Linked DNA regions of Mus musculus: regions 1 and 3 are each linked to region 2. The links are chromatin contacts, called in public Hi-C maps. All regions are on one chromosome and are shown on one strand. The core of a region is the stretch at or near the end of the contact, and the rest is flanking DNA. Distances in the headings are between cores, read along the strand shown.

Region 1 (3,114 bases), core at 26-2,525, 140 kb before region 2:
AGTAGGCATTGAATTTCATGATAAATTTTCATTGTAACTGATCATCTACAGGTGGCAGATCAAAATGTTAGCAAATATGAAAAATTTCAAATAATCTATAGAGCTAATTTACTGATTCACAAAAGACAAAGACTGAAGGCTGAGTCTAAGGAAGGAGAACTATGAGCTTCCTGACTCTAAACATTTAGAAGCAGTTAAAAAACTGAGCCTAAAGGTTTCAGATAATGGTTATTAATCAAAGGGCACGATGTCCAGTGGAACAGAGAAGCACTTCATAACTTTGCTAGTATTGTGAATCATAATGAAAATGCTTTTGGAGATAGACGTTTTCCAGGGGGTCACAACCCACAGGTCGGGAACCATTGTTTTAGACCTCTGTGAACTTCCTTCAGTTGTGGAAGGTCTGATTTGCCCTTCAAAGTTGCACTAATCCAGATTGCACTCAGTAGAAAAGTAACCCCCCTCAAGATCCTGCCACACTTAAATAGCTTCTAGAAACTGTGGCAAATCCACTGATTTTAACTGCAGGGAAACCTTTTAGTAAAATATGTTGAGTGGGGATCGAGATGCCCATGAGATGAAAGTGCAGCAAACATGTACAGACTGGCTCTCTGCTCCGAATGGGTGGTCTAGTTTCTGTCCTTTATTTCTCTCCGTTTCCTATCCAAAGACTTCATTTATTCCACTGACATCTATTGAGTGTCTACTATTCTTAGTTCATCGATATGACTCAGTTACTAGTGGAGAGAGGGTGTCTCACCCATTTTTCCTTTAAGTGCTTAGTAATATTAAAGATGTTACATGGAAGTGAAAAGATAAAGACATTTAGATACCTCTCGCTTTACCCATACGGCAAGAAAAAAAAATCTGCCTTTGCCTTGTAAGCAATAATCAAAGGGGTAGAGGTGTCTGTAAGATCACCTTCCCAGGATGTGGAATCGGACACAGGCTTTGAGTCTAGGATTTAACACACACTTCAGGTAAGCCAACATGAACTTCCACTCACTCATTCAGGGTAAATCTTGGGTTATCAGTAGTCAGATAAAATCTCTATTAATTCTGCAAAACAAGAGGACATCTGATTTCTGACGGGCCCCAAATAAATGCGCCATGTTTATTTTCAAAAGAGATAGCAAAAGAAACATGTAGTAAAATCTCCTCAGATTCTCAGTTCCGAGTCCCAGCAAATGCTTTCAACTGTGGGCAGCTTGGTGGGGATGTGGGAATGTGGCTTGTTCTGTTTCTTCCTAATATGGGCTCTTCTTTCTGGATGGGCCAACGATGACTTCATTCCATAGCCTTTGATTGCTTTTGTACCTTTCTGGCTTCAAAATTCGAACTTAAAGAAAGAGTCCTTTGCTATGAGTCAGTAAATGGAATGCATTAATAATGCTTGAGTGGCTGGCCCTTTTCCAGACTTGATCACCCTAGCTGCAATGGAGGTTTCGATTTTTGTTTTGTTTTGTTTTGTTTTGTTTAGTGTAAAGGAAAATTACCCTATATAGCTTTTAACTCCCCAAGGCTATCCCTAAAAGCCTTACTCAAACTTCTAAGGTGCCTGGACTAGCGTTTGAGCTTAGAAAAGCTGTTGGCAAATCCCAGTGAAATTTTTTGACAGATTCATTTTTTAGCCTTTGGGAAAGTGAAGGTGCTGCAGGCGAGATATTTGATTAATGCCATAAAAAATAGTGTTGCGGGCACAGCTGGCACGTTGGGAGGAAAATTCATCACTAACTCTAAACCTGCCATGTAATTTTCTACCCACGGTTCTTTTCCTCACTTGACAGAAGATCTGCACAGGACAAACTCAGCTGACAGGGGACAAGGCAGCCAGATGTTGAGGTATCTCGAAACATGACAGATCGCTATGTTTTAGCTCAGATTAATTCACTTATTAGAGGTAGGCCTAAATCACTGGTCATTGTCAGATCAGTTGTCACCACCAGCAAATCATACCACGTACCTGAACAAAAATAGTTCCGGGTTTTAAAGGGTTGCTTTAACCTCAGCCCTCAGCGCTGAGTGAGACTTCGGGGGCAGGAAAAGCCCGGGTGCCTCTCCTCAGTGGTGCAATTGCTTGGAACTGAGGAAGCATCTCCCTCACCACGGCTTTCAGGGAGACTGCGCAGAACCAGGAAGAGCGTAATTCCAGCCAGGCCATGACAACTGCTAAGCTCGGAACCACTCTGGTCTTCTGAAGTCACTTTCTCTCTTCCTCCCTGCCGCCTTTCCACTTCCAGAGTGCTCTGTAAGGCACTGCCCTGATTTGGACCTTGGCTGATGGCCACATGAATATAAATTTGCTCATTTAAAAAAAAATGCCAAGAACCACTTTCAGAAGGCTGAGGCAGTAGAGCCCTGTTCTATTAGTTCATATGAAACATATGCCACTTCGCCCTGCCAGGGTTTAGTGGCTGCTACAAAACCCATCTACTTTCTGGTTTATCTCCCAGTGGATCAGTCGAGTTTACAAAGTCAAGACCACAGCTGGCCCCTGAGTTTGGCAGGCTGAAGTAAAGTGTCAGGGAGTAAATAAGCTGCAGAAAGTAGCTAATGTCTTCATCCCTGGAGGTTGAGTTGAGAGATGGGAAACACTGAAGGAACGAAGAGTGGGAAATTGGTAACAGCCGCACTTCTTCTGGGGCTTCTTGGGCAAAAGAAAACGGGATCTCTCTCCGGCTCACCAGGGACCGGTGCTCCTGAGAAACGGAGTCCCATTAAAACTACAAAAGTCAGGGCAAAGTGCCACACAAAAAGGTAGTTTTTGTCACTAATGTTTTACTTCTTCTTTTTAAAGACCAAGATTTAGTAAATCAAGTAGGCGGCCTCAAATAAGAACTCTCTATTGTCAGCCCAGGGCCCCAGTGGCGTGTTCATCACCCTTCCTGCTGCTCTTTGGCATCTGGTAGCTGTCTGACCTGGTTGTCTCTCCAGAAAGAATGACTTTCTTCTCCTTGTGCTCGCTGAACCCCTACCTCCCCTAAGAGGTACTCTGAGTCTCTCCCGTGAGTTCATCCCACTAACCTTAACTCTTCTCCATTTTCCTTCCTGATGTTTTCTCTGCTAGTCTATTGCTTCTCCGTCATTTTGCTCTGTACAATAGCACTTCCTTCT
Region 2 (3,108 bases), core at 397-2,896:
TAGCTCTGTTATAATGACCCAGAGTGTTATGTCCTCTCTACTATAGCTCGTAATGCCACCTTGGTGTCTTTCTAGTTCTTCAACTGCTCTGGTCTTAGAACTGCATAGGATAACAGTATCGAGGAGAAATGCTTGTGTGTTCTAGAGTCATACTGGTCAGAGTTATCTTATAACCCCTCGGGGAATAAGGCTTAGGCATAAATGACTGTTGCGTTTTGGATTTCCTTAAAAATCAAATTGGTTGAAAATATTTAAATGCCCACAGACCACTCTCTCATCCTAAGGTATACAAGGCACACTGCTACCCTACTGCCGCTCCATTTATTCTTCCAGAAAGGACTCTAGAGGACACAGGACAGTCACTCACGGTGAAGGAATCTGCAGCCTTTGAAAAGATACTTTCATTTGGGGGAAGACTTTATAACTTTTAGTCTCCGAGAGGTTGGACAGTTATTATTTTTTAATTGATTCTTGGGTTTGTGAGTTCTCCACAGCCAGGATTCAAAAGCTGTCTCCATCCCTGTGCCGTTCTGTGTACTCATCACAACCCTTACCCATCCTCCTGCTTGCTACAGACTTCCTTGCCCACCTTTTGATATGGCATCTTATCAATGAGCCAATTATGTGTGTTAGGCTATGCCCATGGGAGTAGGAAACAAACAGTCACGTCCTCCCTCTCACTCCCCAACTCAACCCACCCTTGATTTTTTTAAAAGACTGTAACACGCGTCCCAGTGACGTTTCTTTCATGCCTCTCTCAGCGTGGCCCTTTGATCAACGGCTCTTTGTTTATTTCCTTCACTGTGATATTTTTTTTTCAGAGCTTCTTGCTAAGTGCAAATGAGAACAGGAGTTTCAACCTCTTGCATAATGGTGTAAAATAAATAAATAACAGAATTGTATTTAAATAAACTATTCAAATCCGTGTCAGCAAATGATCTAATTAATTACTCCTTTGGGGCTGTGTTGTATGTTTGCTTTCTTCTCAGAGAGGTGAAGAAAGTGGAAATAAATTCTCGGCTGTTAATGGGGTAAATTCTGTAAATGGGCAAGGGTCAGGGAAACCAACTTTAATTTCTATCACATTTGTTTTTAGACACTTAATTTACTCTGTTTCTTTAACCCCATTTGGATGTTCCTTCTTGGCTTCGGGTGAGTGGTGTGGATAGACCTGGGCTGACCTGATTGGATGTTTTCTGATAAGAGCAGCAAAGAAGCCAAATTGTGCACAAGACAGACAGACCTATATGCTACCCCTTATAATTCAGTGTATGATGCAAGACTTTTAACCAAGTCCGTAGAGATTGGACAAAATCCAATTTGTCATAACTTATTCCTAAGCATTGTGCTTATACTCGGTACTTTCTCATTCTTACTCGCCATTTACCCAATTATATCTATCCTTATTAGACCCCTGCTGAAGACAGCATTAGCCAGAGAAGTCCCATAGCTTAGCTTAATCCTATTATCTCTTGATAAACGGGACACATGAGGCACTAGATGGCCAAATTCAGCATCGCTCCTCCCTCTCCTTTCCCACCCCTTCTTTCCCCCAAAGCGGGGGAGACCGCTGTTGCTCACCCTCCTGCCTGATGTAATTACGATCTGGAAGTGTGCCCGTTCTAATCCTTACTCATGAGGAGCGTCACTGTCAGCCTGAGAAATGAACTGCAGTTATGATGTAGAGGGCTGACACCTCCGTGACATGCACTGATGTGCCGGGTCTCACTGCCACAGGGACAGAGTGAGCTCCGTGTTTTCAGGGCTTTAAATGCCTGCCAAAATCAGAGCATGAGACCTGAGGGAACAGGCCACAGGGGCAAAGAAGCTGGTCAGAAGTGACTCTTCTGAGGTGGGCGTTTGAATGGACATAGGGAAGGAGGGAGACCGGCTGAAGGGAGGAATTGAGAGGGACAAAGTTAGGGGAAGGGTATGAACGAAATCTCCTTTAGGAATTTCTCTAGGAATTCCACAGAACACAGGATCTTACTCTTTTCCAGAACTTATCTCAGCCTGTAATTTGCCTCACAGCAGCCTGCTCAGTGGCCCCATGATAGCCGCAGATGACGGAATCATCTCTAAATGTCTGCTGGCTGTAGTCATAGATGTGTATCCACAGATCAGAGAGTATAAATAGATTAGTAGCAAAAAGGTAAAACAAAACAAATCCCTCGACTTACTAAAATGGTCATTAAGATATATCTTCAAATGGAAGTTCCCAAGTGTTGAGCAGAGAATAAGACTCACTTTATCCCACAGACATTGTGCAGGCCTTGTGCTGCGATTACAGGCCCGTTCCCTTCCACTATATACACTATTTATAACATCAAACGGGCTCTGTGCTTCCTTTCAGAAAGAATTTATTATCCAAAAGGTTGTGCTTGGGAAGACGCCAACTTAAGCCTCTGAGGTAAGAAGGCAAAGAGACTCCATTTGTTTAGGAACAAATATAATTTTGACAACGCTAGAAATGCCTTTCCCATACATCCACATTCTCCAAGTCACACAAGGAACTGCAGAAACCCTCCAACCCTAGCTGGTTCTTCATGAATTGAAGAAAATAAATGTGTTCAGAAGTTCCATCCTGTTGAAAGGAAGAACACATTCCTTTTGTTTCAGGAAGAGGGAGCTGGCAACGAAGTGGCTGCCAGCGGGGCTCAGCACAAACAGAGTTTTCGCACAAAATTGGAGATCAAGAACTATTGATTGGCCCTTGTGAAAATGGAGGGCTGAGCGGGAAAAGCGCCACAGAGCCACACTGCTCTTTTGATGGTGCCAGCTCCTATAGGAACTGGGCTGTAAGCCCCAGGGACTGGCAGCAACGCTTTGAAACCATGGCTTTAGAGCTTGGTGGAACGGCACAGGACTAGGAGTTCCTTTGGGGGTGACTAGTTTTATTGTACTGCCACTCTTAATATTAGCATTAATGGTGCTGCAGTGGAGAGCAGTGAGAGCAGTGGCCTAGCTCGGGGAGAGGAGCCTTCCCTTCTAGCTGGTTGTCCCATGGTTGGGAAGCAGGGTTACTCTACATTCTACAGGTGGAAGGAGGATGAGCCCCAACAGACACAGAGCAGGGCAACGAGTGAGCACATTTATTTTATTTATCGG
Region 3 (3,111 bases), core at 355-2,854, 210 kb before region 2:
TGATTTAATAACCCTGTTCTGCTGACTTCATAGGCTGTAGAACCTCAGGGGTGGAGGGGTGGGGTGGGGAGAAGAATCCCAGATCTGAATTATAGTTCTAATTACTCTGGCTGAGGTGAAACACTTCAGCATGGAATGTGCTAGGCATGCCCACTTCACAGGAAGCACTATTTGTTGCCAGGGGATATGCTTATTTCTCGTTCTTTCTCCTCCTCCATGAAGGCAGCTGCATTTCTGACATCTATCCAGTCTGCAAGGCTGTGGGGGTACAGTGGGGGCTGACTGCTTGGTGATCCTGTGGAATTCATTTATTTTCTAAGCCCTTCTTGTTCAGTTAGGGAAATGCAGGGTGTATTATAAACGTGAATTTCTAACTCAACAGGGACGTTTCCATCACAAAAGGATGTGGTGAACATGAAAGAATAATTTTAGGAGGATTTCTTTTGTATGCGTACTTGATTCTAATTGATGGTATTTATCTTAAATATATATTACTGGCTTTTAGATGTTCATATCTTCTAACAATTAAAATGTTCATAAAAGTTAACACACGGTCTGTGACATTCAAGAAATTTCAAATAGTACCAAGGGAATAGAGAGAAAACAAATCTCCCTCCCCATTCTAACTCCAAATCTCTCCCAGAGGCAAGCTCTGGCCCAGTGTTTCTGGATGTATGAAGATGGGTGCACGTTGTGTCAGCCATGATGGATGTCAGTAGATATTTTCTATCTGTGCACAAGTGACAGCAATGCACATAAACTGTAATGCCCTTTGCCCTTCTCTCACCTATTGCTTGGGAAATGTTATGTTTTAAAACACACACACACACACACACACATTTGCCACTCTTTTTAATGGCAGCATAGTATTTTAGATTGATGGCATAACTGACTTATCTAGTAAATCCTCATTATTGATTATAGGTCATTCTTGACTATAGATCAACTCTATTCATTTTTACAACAGCAAGTTATGGTGGATAGTTTTATAAACCTTCTTTCTTGAAGTTCTACTGGAATACATATAGTTTCTTTGAGAAACCTGCCTGAGAAAAAGAAGTCACGTAGAAGAATTGAAAGCTAGTGTCTTGGGGAAGGTATTGCTAACTCAGAATGACCAGACAAAGCAAGGTGGGTCTGAACACTTAGCATGGAGAAAAGAATGAAAAAATGTGCCTTTTGGGGTGCATAACATTATTCCACAATGGAAGTCACCTGTACTACCCACAGACCTTCTGAGGGTTGGACAGAAACCAGCTTGACTATGATGTTGTCTACTGAGAGAAGGCCGATATAGCCAAGGCTTAACCCTTCCCTTCAAAAGAGCACACAAATCATCCAGTTGGTGACCAAAAGTCATATATGAATAATATGATTTCAAAGGGACTATTATAGTCTAACTTCTGGGACAAAGTGAGAATGAAAATGCTGAAATATTTGCCTCTATTTTGGAAAGTCTGGTGTCATCCTATCAATGTTCCTTGGTGCCTTGCAGTTCTCTCCTGGCTGGGATTATAATTTGGGTTTGCCAGTGCTTCACTAGAGCCCTGGATGCTCCAGGGCAGGGTCTGTCCCAGCTCGTCACAGGGAGCCTACCTGGCTGAACAGGGGGCTTTGTAAATGGCGAGACCCTCAGATCACTTAGCACAGCAGAGGCATTCTTCTTAAAGAATAGAAGTATAGAGAGTTCTCCCAGAATAGGAGGGTCTTTTAAGTCACCAGTCATAATCTACCCATTTCAGTGACACATTGAAGTCACAAGACCGAGGGTGGCCAATCACCCTACCATGTGAGGACTACACAAGTATTTACCAGATTATTTAGTGTATCTAAACATTTCTCATTTATGTGCTCTTAGCCCAAAATCTGAAAAGCAACACTCTCTCTCTTTCAAGTATCATGTGCTACCATTAATTCAGCCATATATTAAAGTCCATATCTAATTGGGACACAGAAGAAACATATATATATATGTATATATATGATATATTTTGATCATATTTACCCCTTCAAAGATTCCTCCCCTTACCTTCATGTCCTTTTATTATATTTTTAAAGTAACCTACTTAGTCTGGTTAGTGTTTCCTATACGTTCATGGGTATAGAGACATCCACTGGAGCATGGGCTACCACCCACAGTCCATATCCCTGAAGAAAGCTGAGCTTTCTTTCCTCTATCAGCCACCAATAGCCACTAGCTCTTTAATTAAAGGAGGGGTTTTGTGAGCCCCTCCCTCATCCCTGCTTGGACTATTGATCTTGTGAGTTTCTTTTATAAAATCTATGGTTTTGTGGTGCACTGACGGATACCATGAAGCTGTTGTGGCTAGCAGTAACTTGGGATTCAAAGGTAGGCTTTCCCACAATTGTTAGGAGTCTTAGTTTATTTTCCCATCACCCTGTGACAACACCATGTAAAGATTCTGATTGAGTTATTTTTGGAGAATGGGGTTGCTTCTTGTTTAATGGTGGTTTTAAAGGACTTAAATTTGGTTTAAATTGGTGCCATAATCTTATTGCCTCCCATTTCCTCCCATCCTTTATAATTAATGTATATGTCAAAAAATGAAGGCCTGCTGTTCTAATCTGGAGAACTAAGTGTTTCTCATCTTATGTACTGATCACCCCGATCAAAGACAAAGTTCATCTGCTTTCCCAGATTATCCCAGGTGCCCTCTAGTTTCTGGCTATGTGACTCCAAGCTGCCAAAGGGCAAATTTAGATTAGAATTCTAGCAAAAACATTGTATACCAATACACCAGACTCAGGTTTAGTTAGATGATATAGAAATCTCAGAAAAGCTTCAATGGTGTCACCATGTCTATGGATACCCAGGGGGCATGATAAGATTTTCATTTTGGACAAGTCTCCTGCATTCTCAAGTTGGAGGGCTGTGGACCCTAATAGGCCGTAGTAGTTGGTTTCAGAAGCTTGAAATGAAAGAAAAACATGGCATTCTAAAGCCAGGGAAAGACCCGTCTGTGAGCGTATCATTACAAAAAGAAACATGACTGTAAGCTTAGACACAGGCAGAGAAAATAGCTCCTGGGAGAGAGGCTTGGCACTTCAAGTTGATTTGGGTAACTCGGAAGTAAGTAATGCTTTTGTAGC

The links. A called contact is a pair of places that touch in the nucleus more often than the background predicts.
Region 1: a Hi-C map of the N1E-115 cell line shows a contact between it and region 2, with 2.3 times the contacts expected there. The contact joins two enhancer-like sites. A contact is called at or near these places in 2 of 484 Hi-C or Micro-C datasets (the N1E-115 cell line and nephron progenitors) and 1 of 9 other capture datasets (embryonic tail).
Region 3: a contact with region 2 is called in a Hi-C map of the N1E-115 cell line, with 4 times the contacts expected there. The contact joins two enhancer-like sites. A contact is called at or near these places in 1 of 484 Hi-C or Micro-C datasets (the N1E-115 cell line) and 1 of 115 datasets of contacts at active chromatin or transcription factors (a beta-TC-6 cell line).

What each region holds. Positions count from the first base shown.
Region 1 is chr12:53,887,037-53,890,150 of GRCm38.p6, reverse strand. All of the region lies in intron 5 of Npas3 (neuronal PAS domain protein 3), which reads right to left. Among named protein-coding and RNA genes, the nearest start is that of Gm35614, 57 kb to the right of the region's middle. Within about 2 kb of position 1,275, at least 26 of the 459 cell types and tissues checked have an H3K27ac peak or open chromatin away from gene starts, as enhancers often do. A contact at or near this core is called in the N1E-115 cell line, where this site is marked.
Region 2 is chr12:53,752,084-53,755,191 of GRCm38.p6, reverse strand. All of the region lies in intron 4 of Npas3 (neuronal PAS domain protein 3), which reads right to left. Among named protein-coding and RNA genes, the nearest start is that of Gm35614, 78 kb to the left of the region's middle. Within about 2 kb of position 1,646, at least 25 of the 459 cell types and tissues checked have an H3K27ac peak or open chromatin away from gene starts, as enhancers often do. A contact at or near this core is called in the N1E-115 cell line, where this site is marked.
Region 3 is chr12:53,965,879-53,968,989 of GRCm38.p6, reverse strand. All of the region lies in intron 6 of Npas3 (neuronal PAS domain protein 3), which reads right to left. Among named protein-coding and RNA genes, the nearest start is that of Gm35614, 140 kb to the right of the region's middle. Within about 2 kb of position 1,604, at least 3 of the 459 cell types and tissues checked have an H3K27ac peak or open chromatin away from gene starts, as enhancers often do. A contact at or near this core is called in the N1E-115 cell line, where this site is marked.